Linked DNA regions of Mus musculus: all the other regions are linked to region 1. The links are chromatin contacts, called in public Hi-C and promoter capture Hi-C maps. All regions are on one chromosome and are shown on one strand. The core of a region is the stretch at or near the end of the contact, and the rest is flanking DNA. Distances in the headings are between cores, read along the strand shown.

Region 1 (2,754 bases), core at 181-2,680:
GCAGGGCAGCTACACACATGAACTCACAGTGGAATATACCAGACCTGTGCAAGCTAAGCCAGGCAAGATGTATGTATAAGAGAGATGGGCATGAAGCCTCACACCTAGCTAAGCTGTTGTTAACTGGTAGCTGCTGGGAACGGGGAATCAATTTCCTTCAAGGGTATGTATGATCTCCGATAGGTCTTCCAGTGGAAGACCATATCCAAAACTATATAGGCAACACAAAATGGAATTGGTGGGTTTAAAAAAGAAAGACTGAAAAAAAAAAAGACATAAAGTTGGGTGGGTAGGGAAGAAGAGTGGATCTGGGTGGTGGTGAGGTTGAATATGATCAAAATGCTTTGCATGAAATTCTTAAAGAATTCATTAAAAAAAAAAAAAAGAAAAGCTGGGAATCGTAGCACATTTAATTCCAGCACCAGAGGGCAGAGGACGGAGGGCAGATGGCCGAGGGCAGTATATTTCTATGCATTGAAGATTAAGATGGTGAGTTCCAGAAGAGCCAAGGTCTCCAAAGGCTAAAGCAAACCATTTTAAAGGCTACTTTAAACAAGCGTGGTGGTGCAGCTCCATAATCTTTTAAGAGGTAAAGGCAGGAAGACCGGGAATTCAAGGTCAACCTCAGCTACAGAGTCCAAAGCTAGCCTAAGATAGATGAGCCCCGATCCAAAGACAACAAACAAAACAAAAACACGAAACAGGAAGGGTGGGAAAGTGTGCGCCATCTTTTCCTCAACAACTTTGCCATCTTTGCCCCTCTGGCTGTACTAACAAAGTTCGACTTTGCTCCCCGCTTAACTGTCCTCAAGGACAGCACACTGCTCTTGGGAACTACCAGCCTCTTGCCTAGAGGTTCAGTTCTAACAGCACAGAACAAGTCTCTCTCTTCTCCAGGACCTTCGCCACCAGAACATTTCTATCTCCTTGAAGGGAAGAAGAGAAAGGAAAGAAGGGAAGCAGCGGGAAGGAGAGAAAGGTGCTTCCCATAGACTGTTGCACGGACCAATACATTTAAAGTAGAATCCTGTCCCAAGGACCGTGACCGCACGCGCCTTTCCAGTCTCAGACCCAACATTTGGCAAATCGTTTGCAGTTCTGCGCCTCGCTTTTCAAATCTGCAAAACGGACGTGCGACATTCTCTTCGAGCAACGCGGTGCGCCAAAGTTCCTAGAACAATGATCAACGACTCAGGACCAACGAGGTAACTCGCCGTTCTCAGACAGCAAGCCCCCGCCCACTCTCCGCCACGCGCAGGCGCACCCACCAGCGCACCTTTATGCATGCGCAGTCGACCGGAAACACCCGCGGATGCCTGCGGCGAAGAGGCGGGGCCTACGCAGCGGGCCTGCGCGGAACGCCGCCGTGCGACGCGAGGGTGGGCGGGACCGCGCAAGCGCGCAGCCCGTCCCGGCTCTGGAGCATAAACAAGAGTGGGGACGGGATGAGGCGGCAGTTGGTCCCCGCGCAGCGAGAGGCGGCGAGCGGGGCGACCTGCCGGACCGGACGTCGATCCTGAGTGTAGCGTGCTCCCGCGGGCCGCCCGAGTCGAGCTGCGCGCGCTCCCGCCAAGGGGGGTCCGAGGCCGTCGCGCGCTCGCAGCCATGAACCTGGCGAGCCAGAGCGGAGAGGCCGGCGCCGGCCAGCTGCTGTTCGCCAACTTCAACCAGGATAACACGTAAGGCCGGGCGCGGACGCGGGGCCGGGGCAGAGACCAGGGCTGGTCAGGTTGAGGGGTATGGGCGGGGGGCGTGCTGAGCCCGCGCGGCCGCTCGAGCGCTGCTGCCTCCTGGGCCGGGGGAGGTGATGGAACTCGGGGTGCCCCCATCCACCTGTCCTGAGACCTGGCCTTTCGCAAAGTTAGGAAGGAACTGTGCACGCCGGTTTGCGCCTGTCACCCGGACTCGGTTTTGCGGCCATCCTGGGCATCGCCCGCCTCCCCCTTTCTATACATCTGTATCCTCACTGCTTCTGTCGCTTTTCATGGCTTTTCTTTTTCTGTTTGCTTATTTCTTCTCTGCCGACCTTTCTGGCAAGTAACTTTGGTCTCCTCCAAAAAAGGACCAAACGGCAGTAGTAATCCAGGCCTTCGATCTGAGACTTTATCCTCAAGGGGTCTGGGAGCTTCAAAAGGGGGTGAGGTGGGCTATTCCTGGGGTAAAAAAGAACCTTCGTACCGGTCCACTGTTTTACCGGACTGAACTCCTGTAGTTCCCCATCTGGTTCTTCAAGGCTGCCTCGTTGGCATACCTGGAAGGTAGGTAATAGATGAGGTTTCTGATGAAGGATGGATGAGTTATGGGACTGGAAGGGAGAAGAGCCATCTTGGGAAGTGAGTAAGAGGAAGTGATGTAAGAGGAGGAGGAATGGGTCACTTGGCATCACACTAAGTAGTTGGTCGCTACTGGCACAATAGCATTAGCAAGGCAGGGACTGAGGCTTTTGTTTTTCCTCACTTAAAAGTTAGATTGGAGAATGGCAAGTACCTGTGTGGAGGGAGGTGCAACAGGTGCTCAGTTGGACCTTTAGACGAGCTCAAGAAGGAGGTGCTGTCCTGAAATTGGGACCAGCCACAAATGAGACTGTGAAGTTCAGAAAGGGCTAGAGTCTGTCAGGATCTTAAAGTTGGCTAATAGTGGGATGGGGCAGGCTTGGGTTCTCATCCCCTGAGGTTGCTCTCCTGGTGTTCTTTCCGTTGTAACACACTGGGTCTTTTCTACATTAGAACAGAATGCTAAAGACACTGAGTCCAG
Region 2 (2,754 bases), core at 73-2,572, 2.8 Mb before region 1:
GGTATGGCCTTGTTGGAATAGGTGTCTCACTGTGGGTGTGGGCTTTAAGACCCTCATCCTTACTGCTTGGAAGTCAGTCTTCCTAGCAGCCTTCAGATGAAGATGTAGAACTCTCAGCTCTGCCTGCACCATGACTGCCTGGATGCTACCATGATCCTTGATGATAATGGACTAAACCTCTGAACCTATAAGGCAGCCCTAACTAAATGTTGTCCTTATAAGAGTTACCTTGGTCGTGGTGACTATTCACAGCAGTAAAAACCTAACTAAGACACTATCCATTGCTTACAGGGAGAGGGAGAGGGGGGAGGGGGAGGGGAGGGGGAGGGGGAGAGGGAGAGGGAGGGAGGAGAGGGAGGGAGGAGAGGGAGAAGGGGGGAGGGGGAGGGGGAGGGGGAGGGGCAGGCTTAGGTGAAGGCACTTAGGGTGAAGGCAGAAGGATTAAGAGCTTCAAGACAGTGCCAGTGAGGTGGCTCAGTGGGTAAAGGTACCAAGTCTGAGTTCAATTTTCGGAACCCAAAAGTGGAAAGAAAAAACAGATTCCCTAAAGTTGCCCTCTGACTTCCACACATTCGTGGTAGTGTGTGCACACCAATCCACATACATATGAACACACATATAAATAAGTAAAAAAAAAAAATAAAGTTTTATAAGTGTTCCAGGCCACTCTGAGCTGCACAGTGAGACCTTACCTCTGTCTCAGATATAAATCAAAAGGTCATGGTATGGGTCAGAAGAGGATGCTACATACATATCTCTTTCTCCTTTGTAGGGTGCATCTGCCTTGCTGATTATGTGGTGTAACTGAGCCACTTCGCCACCTTGACGTGGGCTTGGTGTTAGGTCCAGAACATGGTCACTAGCCAGTTGGCCTCTATTCTCTCTGCCAAGACCCGGGGAGGCTCCAGCAGCCTCAGGATCACAGTGAGTAGCATAGACGACAGTGGGTGACATAGAGACATAATGCCCAGGCTGAAAGTTCAAGGAAACGTGGGGTCCATACCCAGTGTGCGTCACGCTCGCCTGACACCCCCTACCTTGGGAAAGGAGCACAGACCCCGCCCCGGGTGTGTTGGGGATGGACAGGGCCAGGAGCTCAGCAATGAGACAACTGCACGTGGAAGCATGTAGGAGGACCCAGGGACTGGGGCAGCGAGGGGCGTGGCCATCAGGGGCGTGGTGCCGACGCGCGGCCAGAGAGGGCGTGGTTTTGGTGAGCGAAGAAGCGTGAGCAACAGGGGCGTGATCACTAGGGGCGTGGCCATCGCGGGGGCGGGGCGGTGACGCGCTTCGACGCGCGATCCCGGAAGCGGTGTCAGTACTGGGGAGCCGGCGGCGGGCGGCGGGTGGCAGGGACTTGTTGTTCTTCGCCGAGTCGGAACGAGAAGTCCGAAGCGCGCAGGCGGAGACGGCGACTAAGGGGAGCGCGAGAGCAGAAGCGCTTGTGAAGAGTGCGTGTCCGCAAGGAGCCGCCGCGCCCGGCCCCGCGCGCGACCCGGGTGAGTGAGGGGCTTCGGGAACTGGGTAGGGGAACCCAGAGTTCGTGCACCTGCGGGAGGAGCACCCCGAAGGCCGCGGGACCCAGCCTGGGCCTCGAGCACGTGCCACGCGGGACCTAGCTCAAGGCCCACACGGGACCCACCACGTGCGGGAGAGTGGCACCCGGGAGCCGTGCGCACCTGGCCATTTCCGTCGGCGTAGAATTCGCCCCCACCTCGCCCCCGGCCGGGACCCCGAAAGGGCCTGAGTAACTGGTGTCACTTTCTAATCAGCTGACCGGCCAGCGGTGCCGGATGTGGAAGCTGTGGGTGGGGAGCGAGGCAGGTGACCGTCTTGGCCAGCCTATCGCTTCCGTCACTTTCTTCAGGTGTGGTCTGGGGCCAAGGTCCCATCCAACTCTGAAGTGCGAGGTTCCCTAGTAGGGTGAGCGGATAGGCGTGTTAAGAGTGTGCATGTTTACGAGCGTGCGGCGAGAAATCAGAAGCAAAAACTCTAGCAAATTACAGGTGAAGAAAGCCTCGTGGGTCCTAGGTGCCTAGATTAGATCTCTTTGGGGGAGATAGACTCCTCTTCTGGTATCCTTGAGATAACAGCCACTCCAGCCTCCTAGAACTTGCCCCGTAAGAACGCAGTCGGTATTTGGGAGGTGAGGCTGCTTGGTGCTCTTGTTTCTCTAGGGAAGTTAGTCTGAGCCTCGCTTTTCACACAGCTCTCATTGCTAACACAGATGCACTTTAACAGTTCGCCTTCCAATTGATGGACAGGCACTCAGTACACTCAGTCCTCAAAAGCTAGCTTGTGTCTCAGCTGGTAGGTAGTTCACCCCTTCCACTCCTGTGGAGTCACTAAAATTAGCCCTGGGACCCCAGAGGTTGGCACTGCTGAGGTCATACTGTGGCAGCAACATTTCAGAAGGTATCTGGTGGAGTGCACGTGGGTACTTTGATGCTTTGAGCTGGTGTTTTAGGGCCAGGTAACTTCTTTCAAAGGTGTTGGTCTAAAGCCATTATGTTATGGTGGCACATGCTTGTACTCCTAGCACATGGGAGTCTGAGGCAGGAAGATCTTGAGTTTAAGGTTAGCCTGGATTGCTTAGCTAGTTCAAGACCAGCCTTAGTTACATAGCGAGACACTGTCACACAAAACCAAACTGAAACAGTAGGTGTGAATTTAAGCATGTGGATGGAGTCAAGAAAGCTGTATAGGCAGGACCTACCTGCAGCCCATGTCACTGGGGACAGCCCTCACTGATGA
Region 3 (2,754 bases), core at 80-2,579, 2.8 Mb before region 1:
CGCAGCCTCCCCCTGAAAGGATTACAGGTGTGTATAGTCACACTGGGGACAAACACTGTCTGCTCCTAATGCTTTCCTTAAGAGACCTAGGCCAGCGTCTCACGCTTTCCCCAAACCCCCTAAGCTAGGACAACAGTGATTCAGAGCACCACGTGGACTGCATAAAGCAGACAGAGGGAACTGCCCAGGAGGCAGTATTAAGACTTTTCCTTGGTACCTCTGCCTACCGTCTCTCTGGTTACTCCTAATCAAGACAGACAGGCCTGCAAAGGGAACTGTTGTCAAGACTCAAGAAGCAGACATAAACATAGAGCCATCAGGACAGGGTCAAACTGAGGAAATGGCTATGTCATAAAAATCAATCCCTCCCCGAGTGTTGAGTAAAATGCTAACACGCTGGGAAAAGCATCACTCGAGCCAGCCAGGACACCCTCAGTCCAGAATGGCCCTGGAAAATGCTCACTGCGCATAGTTTGGGTACGTATGGAGTTGTGCCTATCAGGCACCCCATATCCCTATGGACAAATGACAGCAGAAAAAAAGATGCTCTCAACTCCCATTACCTCGTCCTGCCCGAGGAGGACTCTCGTGGTGAGCACTGGCTTGCTGATGTCATTGGCCACATTGCTGGGCTCCAAGGACACTAGCGTACCCATCTTCCCGAACTGGGTCACCACAACTAGGATGTGGCTGCTGAAGGCCGTGCAGACCACCTGGGTGGGCACACCGCACACCACTTCTGTCTTCTGTTTAGATACTACCAGTGGTTTGTCTTCCATGGTCCCGTTCTTCAGCGGAGGCTTTAGTTTTAAAAGAAAAGAAAACAAGGGATGGAGCAATCAGAATCGGACACAACCTGGAGCTCGACAGCAGAAATGACAAGCGGCCCATTCCAAGCTGCACGTGGTGGCACATGTCTGCCATCCCAGGACAGGGGACGCTGAGGCTGGAGAAGTCCCAGTTCGAGGCCAGCCTGAGCTACATGGGGGAGACCCTGTTATCAATACCACGCCCCAACCCAAAAGCGAGTGCGCGCATGCTCGTGCGGGCTTTTGTGAGCGTCTTTGTCCCGCCGCACTGCTTGCGATGACCGCCATCCCCGCGACTAGCTGTCCCACTTCCAGATTATCAGGGATGAGGAAAACGGCCGAGCTCACCGGGGAGCCCCGACGGCGCAGGACTGGGGATGGCTGGATCACTACTGACAGCAGTTGGGACCGAAACCCTCGGCAACCAGCGCTCACCCCACCAGCAGCGCCAGAAAGCGGTTTCAGGGAGCAACTAAGCCAGCAATGGTTTAGCAGAAGTCCCGGCGAGAACTTCCGGTTCCTGTCCGTTGGGCCTAAGGTCCGTAGGCCACGGCAGTCCCAGGGCCTAAGGTTCCGTGCTGCAAAGGAGCCGTCCAGGCTTCGTGTTAAAGGGACAGTGTGCCTCTCCGAGCTCCAGGATCTCGGTGGCGGTGCTTGACCACCTGTGTAGGGAGCTTTGTGTCCTAGCTGTGGACACAAAATAATATTTGTTTTAATATTATTAATATTTTAATATTTGTTTTCACTTGGTGTGTACCTGGCTTTGGCTAAGGCACACTTAATATACAGTAACTTGTTTCGTCTGTTTGTCTGTCAGTTTTGCCTCTTTTAGTCACGGTATCTCCGTGTAGCCCTAGTTGTCCTGGAACTCACTATGTCGACCAGGCTGGCCTCAAACTCACATATCCTCCCGAGTTCTAGGATTATTTCCTCCTCCTCCTCCTCCTCCTCCTCCTCCTCCTCCTCCTCCTCCTCCTCCTCCTCCTCCTCCTCCTCCTTCTTTTCCTCTTCTCCTCCTCCCCCTCCTCTTCTGTTTTTTGAGACAGGGTCACAAGTACCCTAGGTTGATCAAGGAAAATATTGAACTCCTGATTCTCCTTCCAAGTGCAGGGATGACAGGAACACACCCCACACATGGTTTGCTGGTGTGGGGATAACATCCAGGAGTTTATGTATGCTACGCAAGCATTCACAAACTGAGCCAAATCCCAACCATCATTTTTTTCTCCTTCCCTCTTTCTTTCATTTTTTTCCTTTTTTCTTGTGGGTATCGAGGAGCAAGTCTCATTTACACTAATTATTGTTCATCTTGCAGAATACTTAAAAGAATTAAACAGTATTTGTTTGTTTGTTTATTTATTTGCATGAGTATTTTTGCCTTCCTGTATATGGTGTCATGTGCATGCAGTACCCACAGAGGCCAGAAGAGGGTGTTGTGTTTCCTAGATTTGGAGTTACAGACAGTTATGTGCTGCCATGTAGGTGATGGGAACTGAACCTGGTCCTCAGCAAGAGCAACAAGTGGTGCTCTTAATGGTGACCTGTTAAATCAAAGCACTTTTTTCTTAAAATTATAGACTGTAAATTGAGCATATCCCCCTTCCCTCTATCTTCCCTTTTCTCCCCTCCTTCCTGTTTGTTTTCTTAAATGTACACCACACACACACACACACACACACACACACACACACACACACACACGGTTCAGTGTGACTATGTAAAATCTAGGCCCCACCAGTCAGAGAAAACATATGGTGTCTGTCTTTCTGAGACTGGCATAATTTGCTTAACACGATTATCTTCGGTTTCATCTACTTTCAAGAATAACATAAACTCACTCTTTTGTGTGTGGGTTCCTGTGTGTGTGTGTGTGTGTGTGTGTGTGTGTATACATATGTATGAAGGTCAGAGGTCAGTTTCCTCAGGCCCCTTCTACCCTTCTTCT
Region 4 (2,754 bases), core at 161-2,660, 2.6 Mb after region 1:
ATAAATCCTCAAAAAATTTTTTTTTGATCAGGGTGTATGTAGCCCCGGATAGTGTAGAACTCACTATGTAGACTAGTCTGGGAACTCACAGAGATCCACCTGTCAGGTATAGACCACCACATAGGCTACCACACCTGTTGTGGGCAGTTTTTTTTTCCCTTAAGATTTATTTTTATTTTGTGTGTGTATGTGTGTGCATATGTGTGCACTGTGCCAAATGTGTGACAGGAGCCCAAGAGAGACCATCCAACCCTCTGGATTTGGAGTTACACTGGTTGTGAGCCACCGTGGGAACTAGGAACTGAGCTCCGGTCCTTTGCAAGAACAGTTAGGGCTTTTACTTGGTAAGCCATTTCTCCAAGCCAAATAATTTTTTATATGTGTATCCTTTGCCTGCATGCATATATGTTCACCTGGGGTGGTCAGCGTCTCCCATGGTCAGAGGGCATTAGATCCACCTCTAGAACCTAGTGACAGGGTTGTTAGCCACAGTTTGAGTTCTGGGAACTTAGCGAACCTTTGTACTCTGGAAGTGCAACAGTGCTCTTCAACACTGAGCCACGTCTTCAGCCCTTGGGCAGTATTTTAAAATATTTGATTTATGTAGCAGTTGTTCCTAATACTAGATAATTATAAGATTGTAAATTACAAGATTCTGAGCTTCACTAATTTCCAGGGGAACAAAATTATGGGAGTCTTGGCTTTGCATCTACTATTGCAAAAATAGTTGAGATAATCAAGCTTGAGGAGAGATTTTTGTGTCACAGTTTCAAACAGTTCTCAGTTAAACTTGCTCCCTTTGTGTCTACAGTGAAGCTGCACACAGCGAAGAACTCCTGTTGGAAGAAGTTGCTCACCTCATGGTAGGCAAAGAATCAAACATGAAGGAAAGGGTGGGACTCAAAGTAGGGCCTGACAGGAAAATCTTGGTGACCTTGGGCGAATCCTCTTGGGGAAAACGTTTGTCCCTTCCAGGCAGGGCAACACCTAGTATGTCCCTTTCTGTGGGCAATTTGGGGTCAGGCACTTCCTAGGAGAAATAAAGCCGGACCAAACCAGTATTAGACACGAGGGTGGTATTTCATCTTCTGCTTAGGAATCCTCCTGCACGCTCTTGCGGCCCGGGAGGAGTCGGGAGTTCTTTCCCAACCTCTGTCGCCCTCCTGGTGTAAGATGCGCCCTAATCAGCAGGGAGGGCTGTGCGACCTCGAGAAAGCGAAGCACAACAGCAACTAAGGCCTTATCTAGCGATGCTGCGGACCCCACCCACGAGACCGCATCCCGTGTCCGTCAGCTGACAGCTCGACCCGGGACACCCTCACCCCTGCTCTTCATCCGGGAACCTCACCCGGGACCGCCCTCCCGTGGACTTCCGTCGCCGGAAGTGACGTAAGGCGTCAGCCTTCTGGCAGTCGAGAGAGTGGCCCCGGACAGGCTGGTGCAGCTGAGCGAGGAGCGCCTCCGTGACGGGACAGTCTCCAGGCCCGCCTCTCCACCTGGGTGAGTCCCGGGGAACCGTTGTCGCGTCGCCGTGGGAGCGACCGCTTGTTTGGCCCGCGGGGCGGACGCGCAGGAGGCGCCGCGTGCGGGCTGACGGCTGTTCCCGGAGCTGGGGCGCGCGGAAGGCCGGGCTCGCGGCCCTGTTTTCCCCTCTTCCCGGGTTCGTCGCGGAGCCCGGGGAGCCGGGGTGGCCCCGTGGTGCGAACCCAGTGGCCGGGCCCGGGTGGCAGCTCGGTCTTGTGGCCCGCTTCGCCCTCTGGGGACCGAACCTTTGCCCAAGAGAGAGGTAGGCGGAGGGTGGCTCTGGGCGAGGCCTGCGGACGGGCCGGGAGCCTGGCGGAGGGCGGTGGACGGTGGACGGTGGACGGAACCCGGGCTCGTCCTTGGATCTGAAGGACACCAGGCTCCTCGCAGCCCTCCCTCGTGCTGCGCGCAGGTGGCTCGACCAGCCTGCCCTAAGGGTCTGTCTCCTAAGTGAGTTGTATCATTATTCATCGGGGCCCATTGAGTAATGCAGAACGGCCTTACCGCTTACCACATGATTCCTAAGGGGCCTGCTTTTGAGAAAAACAATGAGTAATCTTATCTGGCGTGTTTCACTGGGTCTCAGCTTGAGCCTCTAAATTACTTAGGACGCTCCATGGAAAGGTTTACGCAGTTGTACTGTGTTGAAAAAAATTCTTTTAATGGTAGCTATTTTGTTGTTGTTGTTGTTGTTGTTGTTTTGGTTTGGGTTTTTAAAAGACAGCTTTGAGGCTAACCTTGAACTTCTGAACCTCCTGTCTAAATCTTCCGAGAGCTGGGATTACACGCCCAGCGATACACACACACACACACACACACACACACATATATTTTAAACCACAGATTTGGGATTGTTCAGTAGAGTCTGAGTAATATCGAATTCTTACACCTTCCTGTTTGGGTTTTAAGTTTTGAAACCGAATGGTACTCATGTTTGTTTTTTTGTGAAGGGGGAGGTTGTTATGGATTGAAGGTAGGGCCTTGTGCATACTAGGAAGTACTCTACCCTTAAATTACAGGCATCTCCTGCTTCTGTGTTTTTCTTTTTGTTTATTTTGGTAACTTTTTAGGTTTTAAACCCTTCTTGGGCCCTAATTACCATGCACTTTACTTAATTACATTTAGAGAAACTTAAGTCTGTGGACTGTGACAACTAAAATCTAGTGGGGCTGGGTTTCTAGACAGGGTTTCTTTCTGAGGCACTGGCTGTCTTGGAATGTAGATCAGGTT
Region 5 (2,754 bases), core at 106-2,605, 2.6 Mb after region 1:
TCAACTTTTTTTTTGGAGAGGAAGGCCCAGGCTGACAATTGTGCTTCTTCAGCCTCTTGAGCAGTGTCATTAATGCTCTTCCCGTTGTCTCTTCTGAAAGCTGTGTTCACTAACCATCTCCTACCATTTTACAGATAAAATAGCTGCTAATGCCCCAGGTGGCAGTGACCTACACCTTTAAGCCCAGTACTGGGGAGACAGAAGCAGGTGGATCCACAGATGAGTTCCATTACAGCTGGAGCTACACAAAGAAATCCTATCTTGCAAAACCAAGTACCAAACCAAATCAAAAAGGCTCAGCTCCTTCACACCCCGTTTTTAGACACCCCCCCCTTCACCTTCCCAGGCTGAGATAAAGAACACTGTAACAAGCTAAGTACAGTAGCATAGGCCTGTAATCCTAGCACTCAGAGATAGACGCTAATACATCACGACTGTGGCAGCAAGTTCATGACCAATCTGGGCTACATGGTGAAACCCTGTCTCAAAAGGAGGAGGTAGACAACTGTGAAATGGCTAGCCTGGCTACTGGAGTTCCTCGGAGTTGTCCTCGAACCTGGACACAAGCTCCAGCATTCCCATGACCATACCTAGACACGTGTGGGACACATAATAACAAAAACAACAATAATGTGTAATCCCAACAGTGCGCAATGAATGTGTGTGGAGATTGACTCGTACGTGTTAAGGGAACATCTGCTTGTCTGTCACAAGGACATTTCTGAAAGGTAATCTCATTTATCATGAGACCCGCCAACCTAGGTCTGAATCCCAGCGAGGCTCTCTCAGGACTGGTGACCTTGAACAGGTCACTTCACCCCAGTAGGCGTATTCAGTCGACACGTATGTAACATAATGTGGTGTCGGGAACCATTCTAGGCATTCGCTGGTCCTGGACCGTAATCTGAAAGCCTCATCTCCAGGGAGGTCCAAGCGCTGCCCAGCGTAAAGGTTCAAGTGACCCTGCCTGTGTCAAGTCGCGCAGGAAGAAAAAGCAGCAGCTTAGTCCTCCGCGGAAGGACAGACAAATGGTTCCGGGCAACGCATGTGCAGGCCCCCAGAAGCCTCTCCGTGCTGACTGGGTCTTCCACCGCCAGGCCAGGCGATGCACAGCAGAAATCCGCTGCAGAGTGGAGGGAGGAGGGCGGGAGCACAGGACCTTATAGTAAGTGTCCAGCGCGCTTCCGGGGAGGCTTCAGTGAAGCCCCGGGTGAAGAGCAAGAGTTCCCGCGGTTCCTTCTCACCCCACTGTGGCCCTGGAGCCTGTGCCCAAATCGGGCTTCCAACCCCAAGGCCAGGAAAGGGCCGAGTACTCACCGAGTGACGCCATCTTGAAGTCCTGGTGTCCGCAGAACTCCAGCCGCGCGCAAAGGCTGCTGGGAAGGGCGCACGCACCCCTGCCGGAGCGGGAAGCAGAGGCTCATGGGAAGTAGATCACCACTTAGGTAGAGCATTTTGAGACCTATCCCAGGCGGAAGCAAAGGACAAAAGAGAAAAGGGACCTTTTGACTTTTTGCCTTCTACTTTTGGATCTCTCATGAGGAATGAGAGGCTTAGGGGTGTGGCTCAGTCCCGGAGTGCTTAAGGCTCTGGTTCCATTCCCAATGCTGAAAAGAAAGAAAAGCAGAGAAGCCTTGAATAGGAACATTTGTTTTAACCCTCCCCAGTCCCTTTTACTTGCTATTCACTGCTCTGACCCCCAAATCCCTCTGAAGTTCCACTCCACATGCTTAAGTGGTTTCCATGATGATTGCAAACACGCCTCCACAGCTGACACCTGCTTAAATGGGTATTTTCTAAAGCTCGTAAAGGTAGTTTTTTTGACCCAAAATCAGAAGTATTAGATTTAAGCCATGTTAGCGCCAAAGTCAGACTACTATATAGCTACAGGCATTATCTTGCCATTAATTCCCAAATTTGGGCCTGAAATACAGCAAGACTGTATGCAATAACAGAGTTAGTCTAGCCTGGAAATCAGTATATGTTTTGGGTTGGCCTGAAACTTTTAGCAGTGACAACTCATGTATGGGAATTATATGTGTGCACTGCCTGTATAAACTGACATAACCACTCCATGGTATAATTAAGGTGAAGGTTTTTAAAATTATTTTTATGTACATGGGTGTTTTGCCTACATATATGTCTGTGTACCACATGCATGCAGGGCCCACTGAAGTCAAAAGAGGTCATTGGATCCCCTGGAGCTGAAGTTAGAAAGACAGTAGTGAATTCCTATGTGATTTGTGGTAATGAAACCTGGGTCCTCTGAAAGAGCAGATAGTGCTCTTAACAGATGAGCCATCTCTCCAGCCCCCATAAGGAAAGGGGATTTTTTTTTAAAGATTTATTTATTTATTATACGTAAGTACACTGTAGCTGTCTTCAGATGCGCCAGAAGAGGGCGTCAGATCTCATTACATGTGGTTGTGAGCCACCATGTGGTTGCTGGGATTTGAACTCAGGACTTTTGGAAGAGTAGTCGGTGCTCTTAACCACTGAGTCATCTCTCCAGCCCCCAGGAGAGGGGATGTTTATTGTAAATATGAGTGAGAGGGAACAGCCAGAGGCATCTGGAAGAGCAGAGAGAAGTAGACTTAACATGGGCATCTGACTGGACATGGTCAGAGCAATCTAAGAGTGAGAGCATGGGGTAGGGTGGGAGTGAGAATAGCAGGCTTATAAGAATGATTCGCTGGAGGGGTGGGGGGAGTCCAGGAGCTAAAGGGAGAAGCATAGAGAAGATGAAAAGAGCCA
Region 6 (2,754 bases), core at 108-2,607, 2.5 Mb after region 1:
GGGCTGGAGTGAGGGGGCCTACTGGTGCAAGCAGGGCCTACCAGAGCGAGCAGAGGTCCTAAAAAATTTCAATTCCCAACAACCACATGAAGGCTCACAGCCATCTGTACAACTATAGTGTACTCACATACATTAAATAAATAAATAAATAAACAAACAAATCTTTTTTAAAAAGAGTCAGAAAAGAGAGACAAGTTTACTCAGAGGGTAGGCTCTGAGTTAGGAAGACCTGGCTCTGTGCAGGGTGGGGAGTGGGAGATCAGTCAAACTTACTATCTCAGCTGGGTAGAAAAGAGTCAGAAATTCAGGGTCACCCTCAGCTATAATGTCAACTTCAAGACCAGCCTGGGCTTCATGAGATTGTCTTTAAAAAGTAAGAGTAAGTCGTGATGGGCCATGCCTTTAGGCCCTGCACCAGGGAGACAGAGGCAGGAGAATTTCTATGAGTTCAATGCCAGTCTGGTCTACAACTGTGAGTCCACGCTACTCAGGGCTACCTAGAGATCCCCAGTCTCGACAACAACAACAAGAGGCTCAAGAGGGTCTCAGCAGATAAAGGTGCTTACTGCAGAGCTCGGTGACCTGAGCTTGATTCCTGAACATACTTGGAAGGACTTGTGGTACAAGCTTTTCCCTAATCTGCACTCGAGTGGTGTGGAAGGCACATATATGCACATGCTCCCTCTCACAGAGCTACACCCTCTCACCCTCGCATTCTATTTTTATTAGGCTGTGCTGGGCCTGCTTACTTTGAAGCCCTTTAATAAAAAAACAAAACAAACAAACAACAACAAAAACAAGACATAATAACAGGGAAAAGAGGTATGACGGTATTTTGAGGCTTAGCTCTACTAGGTTGACTCGCTCTCCAGGGTCTCATGTAATGCAGTCTGGTCTTGAGCTTCTGACCCTTCTGCCTCCACTTGCCAGTTAGTGGGATTACAAGTCTGTACTAACACTACCGGCTTATGCGGTGGTGGGGCAAGCACTTTACCAACTGAGCCACACCTCCTGCCCCCTTACCCGACTTTTAAACGTCTGCATTAGAGCTACACCCACAGAGAGACCTGGGACCCTAGGTCGCCCCTTGCTTCCTCTCCCCAGGCCTTTAGATCCTCCGTTTTCGCATCTGAGCTTGGACAAAGTCCCTCAGGTCCAATTTCCACCCGGCTTCCGGGTTTCCTATGAGGGTTGAACAGAAACTCACTCTGAGCGTTCTAAGCGGCGAGCCCCTAGTGAGACGTCCTCAGAGTCGAGGGACCGCGGCTCCAGAGACAGCGTTCCTGCCCTCAGCACAGACTACGGAGATCCCGCGCAGGCGCACTTGCGTCGCCGCCTCTTGTGTAAGATACAGAACCGAAAGAAACAGGCGATCGGTCGGCGGCTAGTCAGGCCTGAAGGAGTGGCCGGACTCTGAGCTCCGTTGGCTGAGTCTGGATGGGAAAAAAGGGCCGGCGCGGGCTCCAGCGCTCCCGGCATCCCTCGCGGGGCGGCGGCTGCGGCGGCGGCGGTGGCGGCAAGCGAGAAGGGGACGGGGAGAGGTAGCGTGAGTTGCGGAGAGCGGCTGAGAGACCTGAGGGGGAGCTGGGCCCGAGGCCGCCGCCGCCGCCATGCAGGAAATAATCGCCAGCGTAGATCACATCAAGTTCGACTTGGAGATCGCCGTGGAGCAGCAGCTCGGGGCGCAGCCGCTGCCCTTCCCCGGCATGGATAGTGAGTGCGGGGCCCGGCGGGTGGGTGGGCGAGTCTGATTCTGACCAGAGGTTACCCCAGCCCTGGGCCCTGGAACCCGGGACCCTCGCCTAGTTCCTCCGCTTCCGTCCTGGGACTTCCCGGTGTCACTTGAACTCGGGGAGACCTTTCCTTGGATCCTTGATCCCCGGGGACTGCTCCGTGGCAATCCTCGGGACAGCAGGACTGTGTCGGTTGTTCGCGTAATTCTCCAGTGAACGCGTGTCATCCTGAAGTGGAACTGCCTTCTCCCATCCTGCTCCAACTTCAGCAAAGTCTTAGAATGTCCCCCATTTCCACCTCTTAGCGTGCTCCTCTCTACTTTCATCAGAACTAGGCGGTAGAAGAGTCTGAGTGTATCTGACTGTCGAAGACTCCAAGTAGACCCTCATATTCCAGGCTTGCTTTAGTCTAGCTCCTGGGAAATCCTTCCCTGTCCTGGAATTGTCCGTTTTCCTCACTACCCCACCTCCGGGTCACCTGTCCCAACTCAGGCCCCCAGCGAACCTTTAGACCGAGCTATATTTACTGTCCCTCTTCATGTGATGAGATGGTTTTCCTGTTCTGGTGGGATATATCTTCCGTTTGGGGGAGCTGCTTCAATTCAGACAGAACTGTCCTCTTTGGCCAGGTCGTCCTTGCACATATGTCTACTCTTTGTTGTTGTTGTTTTTCGAGACAGAGTTTCTCTGTATAGCCCTGGCTGTCCTGAAACTCACTCTATAGATCAGGCTAGCCTTTTAAGCACTAGGTTTTTACTCAATTTGATGGCACTGCCTTGAGACCATGGAACATTTGTGTGGGGCAATAGATCCACAAACCTGTGGAGGCAAGTGTGCACTTGAAGTAAAGATTTGGGTTTCTTTAAAAAACACAGAAATAGCCGGGCAGTGGTGGCGCACGCCTTTAATCATGGCTCTTAGGAGGCAGAGGCAGGTGGATTTCTGAGTTCAAGGCCAGCCTGGTCTACAGAGTGAGTTCCAGGACAGCCAGGACTACACAGAGAAACCCTGTCTTGAAGGG
Region 7 (2,754 bases), core at 76-2,575, 2.5 Mb after region 1:
CACTCACACACACACTCACACACACACTCACACTCACACACACACACACTCACACACACACACACACACACACACACACACACACACACACAGACCGATAATAATTCTAAAGACCATAACGCAACTGTTTTCAAGGTGGGGCAAACACTTAGGGTAAGGAATCCGAGCACTGCTAAGCAATGCTCATGGATATTTGACTCGAAATAGACTATTCCCTTATTTCTGTTAGGGCAGTGTTTACTGTCCACTGGGTCAAATATATAGACCACCACAAGACAAGGACTGGGGTGCCTACCTCTAGTGGAACCTGGGTACTTAACTGGTTGCTTCATAATTTCTACCAGAGCAGGGGCAACAGTCTGACTGGATGTAGCATTCAGGGCAGTTCTTATAAATTGCATCTACATAGAATACACTCTTTCCATGTCACCATTGCGCCTTCTTGTGGTGTCATTGTGGGTGCAGGAACAAGTGGTCCTGATCTAGGAACAGTCAAGGGGACTCTTAGGTAGACTTGAGACTTTCTACTGAGGGTCCAGGACAGGGACAGTCCGCCAGGCAGAAAATAGTCACCAGTTCTGACCCACCCTCTATGAAGGAACACAAACATAGTTTCAAGGGCTGGCAAGATGGCTCAGCTTAAAAGATTGTATTGTTCTCGCTGAGGACCTGAGTTCAGTTCCCAGCACCCACATGGTGTAACTTACAATTCCAGCTCCAAGAGGATCTGTTGCTCTCTTGGCCTCCAGGGGCACCTGAATTCACATGCGTATACCGACACAGACATCCATATAATTCTTTTTTTTTTTTTTTTTTTTGGAGACAGGGTTTCTCTGTGTAGCCCTGACTGTCCTGGAACTCACTCTGTAGTCCAGGCTGGCCTCAAACTCAGAAATCCACCTGCCTCTGTCTCCCAAGTGCTGGGATTAAAGGCGTGCGCCTCCACCGCCCAGCCACATAAATATTTTTATTTTATTTTATTTTATTTTGAATTGTTCTTCAGAACCACAAAGCCTGAGAGATCCTAGCTCAGTAATTTGTAACAAAAAGCACTTGAGAAGCTCCCAACGCTGCACACTTGGGCCATGGTTCAGAAATGTGTGTGTGTTAAAACCTCCTTAAAGAAAGGAGTAGGACGCCCATCCAGTTCCACAAGCACGCCCTAGCGCTGACGAGCGGCTGCCTCACCTGAGCAGCAGCCGCTCTTCAGACAGAACACGCCAACAAAGGCTACGTTCTGCGCCTGCGCCTGCGCCAAGCGCCAGCTGAGAGCGGCCGCTCTGCGCAGGCGCTCCGGTCACTTCCGGGATCTGTCAGCCTCTCCCTCTAGGCCTCCCTCCTCCGTCCGCGCCCGCCGGAGCCAGTTCGCGTCGACTGACCAGAGTCCGCGAATCGTCCGCTCCGGACCTCCAGACCTCCCCAACCTCAGGTAAGGAGCCACAGGGCGGAGAGTCTGGCCCGGGTCGCCTCCATTTTTTTTTTTGTATGTTCTATGGCACGCGGGGGCGGCGGGCCCAGGGCTGTTAGGCGCGGGGTCTGGAGCTGAGGGGCCCGGGATCTCAGCCCTTCGTGGTTACCTCTGAGTCCCTGGTGCCCCCCTCACACACAGACCGAGCGTTTCTGAGCACTTTCCAGCTGCCCTCCATCTCGGATGAGAGAAGGAACAACTCGGCTTCCGACACCCCCATAGTACCATTTGCACCCCTACTGTGAGCATTTACCACAATCTGTAAAATTAGTTTAGACGGGCGGATCTCCCCCCCCATCCCCCGGTGGCTTGTCACGAGTATCTGTTCATCTCGTCAACATCTAGGATGTTGCCTAGAGCAGCCTCCGAACCGTCAGTTATTGGGGAACCCTTCCCAGCAAGAGAAAGCCCATCTTTCCAGTAACCTTAAGATTCCCTAGCTCTAGCCCCCGCCCCCGCAAGTCAGACTTGTACTCTCCTCTGCACCCGTATTCATAGGGTCCTTTATGTAGAACCCTCCGAGTTCCCGTTTGACTCTGCCACTTTGTCAGGTGTCTCTGGGAAGGTTGTTTCTTGGTGCCTCAGTTTCCCCAGCTGCAGTAAGAAGATTCTTAGTCTACTTGGTTTTATGGGTTTCGCGTGGAGTTCGTGTGCTTGAGTTGCTTACAGCAATTCCTAACCCAGAGAAGCTGTTCAAATGATCTGATAATAAATGATAGCCATTACTGGTGCTTCTGAGACTTTCAAGGCATATCTGCCTTCCTTTACTTTCTGCTCTCTTTCCTCCGGAGAAGGACATGAGGACAAGGATTTATTCATGTTCCTGGCCCCGTTCAGATACTGAACACTGTTGGGAACATGGGAGGCACTTAATAAATTGCAGCTTAGAATCTCTGAGTATAAAGCCATCTGTTGTCATGGTGTGTTTCTCTCCTATCTTCTCCTTGCCCAGTTTCTGAAATGACCTAGGTTGGCATCCTATTTTATCAGTTCCCTTAATCTTTTGGTTTCCTAGTAGGCCTTAGGATTTCAGGTCTCTATAAGTTATCAGTCCCGGGTGTTTACCCCATTAGATCAAGTCACTGGCTGTCTCAGGGGTGGGGGTTGGGGGAAGGCTTCTTCAATTCATATGCTGTTCACAGCTGAGAGGACCCATTGGAAATTGCAGACTCCTTTAGAGGATGGGTGGCAGTGTTTTGAATCTAAATTATCTAGTGTTAGGTCAAAATAAGTTCTCTACAGGAAGTGTGGAGATGGTCTGATGAAGCTGGAATTTCTAATGAAGC

The links. Promoter capture Hi-C pulls out the DNA fragments that hold promoters and counts their contacts. A called contact is a pair of places that touch in the nucleus more often than the background predicts. Capture Hi-C pulls out chosen DNA fragments and counts their contacts.
Region 2: a promoter capture Hi-C map of embryonic stem cells shows a contact between it and region 1, with 4 times the contacts expected there. The contact joins the promoter of Mafk here to the promoter of Wipi2 in region 1. A contact is called at or near these places in 1 of 39 promoter capture datasets (embryonic stem cells) and 2 of 115 datasets of contacts at active chromatin or transcription factors (astrocytes and large pre-B cells).
Region 3: a contact with region 1 is called in a Hi-C map of B cells, with 9 read pairs. The contact joins the promoter of Psmg3 here to the promoter of Wipi2 in region 1. A contact is called at or near these places in 4 of 39 promoter capture datasets (embryonic stem cells, liver and pre-B cells), 1 of 484 Hi-C or Micro-C datasets (B cells) and 1 of 9 other capture datasets (liver).
Region 4: a promoter capture Hi-C map of liver shows a contact between it and region 1, with 3 times the contacts expected there. The contact joins the promoter of Zfp655 here to the promoter of Wipi2 in region 1. A contact is called at or near these places in 2 of 39 promoter capture datasets (both in liver).
Region 5: a contact with region 1 is called in a promoter capture Hi-C map of liver, with 3 times the contacts expected there. The contact joins the promoter of Atp5j2 here to the promoter of Wipi2 in region 1. A contact is called at or near these places in 1 of 39 promoter capture datasets (liver) and 1 of 9 other capture datasets (liver).
Region 6: a contact with region 1 is called in a promoter capture Hi-C map of liver, with 3 times the contacts expected there. The contact joins the promoter of Ptcd1 here to the promoter of Wipi2 in region 1.
Region 7: a contact with region 1 is called in a promoter capture Hi-C map of liver, with 3 times the contacts expected there. The contact joins the promoter of Arpc1a here to the promoter of Wipi2 in region 1. A contact is called at or near these places in 1 of 39 promoter capture datasets (liver) and 2 of 484 Hi-C or Micro-C datasets (B cells and CD4 T cells).

The regions. Positions count from the first base shown.
Region 1 is chr5:142,628,154-142,630,907 of GRCm38.p6, forward strand. Wipi2 (WD repeat domain, phosphoinositide interacting 2) reads left to right here and starts at 1,431. Exons shown (of 12, transcript NM_178398.4): 1 at 1,431-1,679. The coding sequence starts at 1,606.
Region 2 is chr5:139,790,214-139,792,967 of GRCm38.p6, forward strand. Mafk (v-maf musculoaponeurotic fibrosarcoma oncogene family, protein K (avian)) reads left to right here and starts at 1,323. Exons shown (of 3, transcript NM_010757.2): 1 at 1,323-1,499.
Region 3 is chr5:139,825,565-139,828,318 of GRCm38.p6, forward strand. Psmg3 (proteasome (prosome, macropain) assembly chaperone 3) reads right to left here and starts at 1,330. Exons shown (of 3, transcript NM_025604.4): 1 at 1,158-1,330; 2 at 564-800. The coding sequence starts at 779.
Region 4 is chr5:145,230,332-145,233,085 of GRCm38.p6, forward strand. Zfp655 (zinc finger protein 655) reads left to right here and starts at 1,411. Exons shown (of 4, transcript NM_028298.4): 1 at 1,411-1,500. It also overlaps Gm6287.
Region 5 is chr5:145,190,186-145,192,939 of GRCm38.p6, forward strand. Atp5j2 (ATP synthase, H+ transporting, mitochondrial F0 complex, subunit F2) reads right to left here and starts at 1,356. Exons shown (of 4, transcript NM_020582.3): 1 at 1,318-1,356. The coding sequence starts at 1,330.
Region 6 is chr5:145,165,747-145,168,500 of GRCm38.p6, forward strand. Ptcd1 (pentatricopeptide repeat domain 1) reads right to left here and starts at 1,358. Exons shown (of 9, transcript NM_133735.2): 1 at 1,208-1,358. Cpsf4 (cleavage and polyadenylation specific factor 4) reads left to right here and starts at 1,467. Exons shown (of 8, transcript NM_001291248.1): 1 at 1,467-1,713. The coding sequence starts at 1,611.
Region 7 is chr5:145,082,544-145,085,297 of GRCm38.p6, forward strand. It overlaps Arpc1a (actin related protein 2/3 complex, subunit 1A), which reads left to right and starts at 1,326. Exons shown (of 10, transcript NM_019767.2): 1 at 1,326-1,429.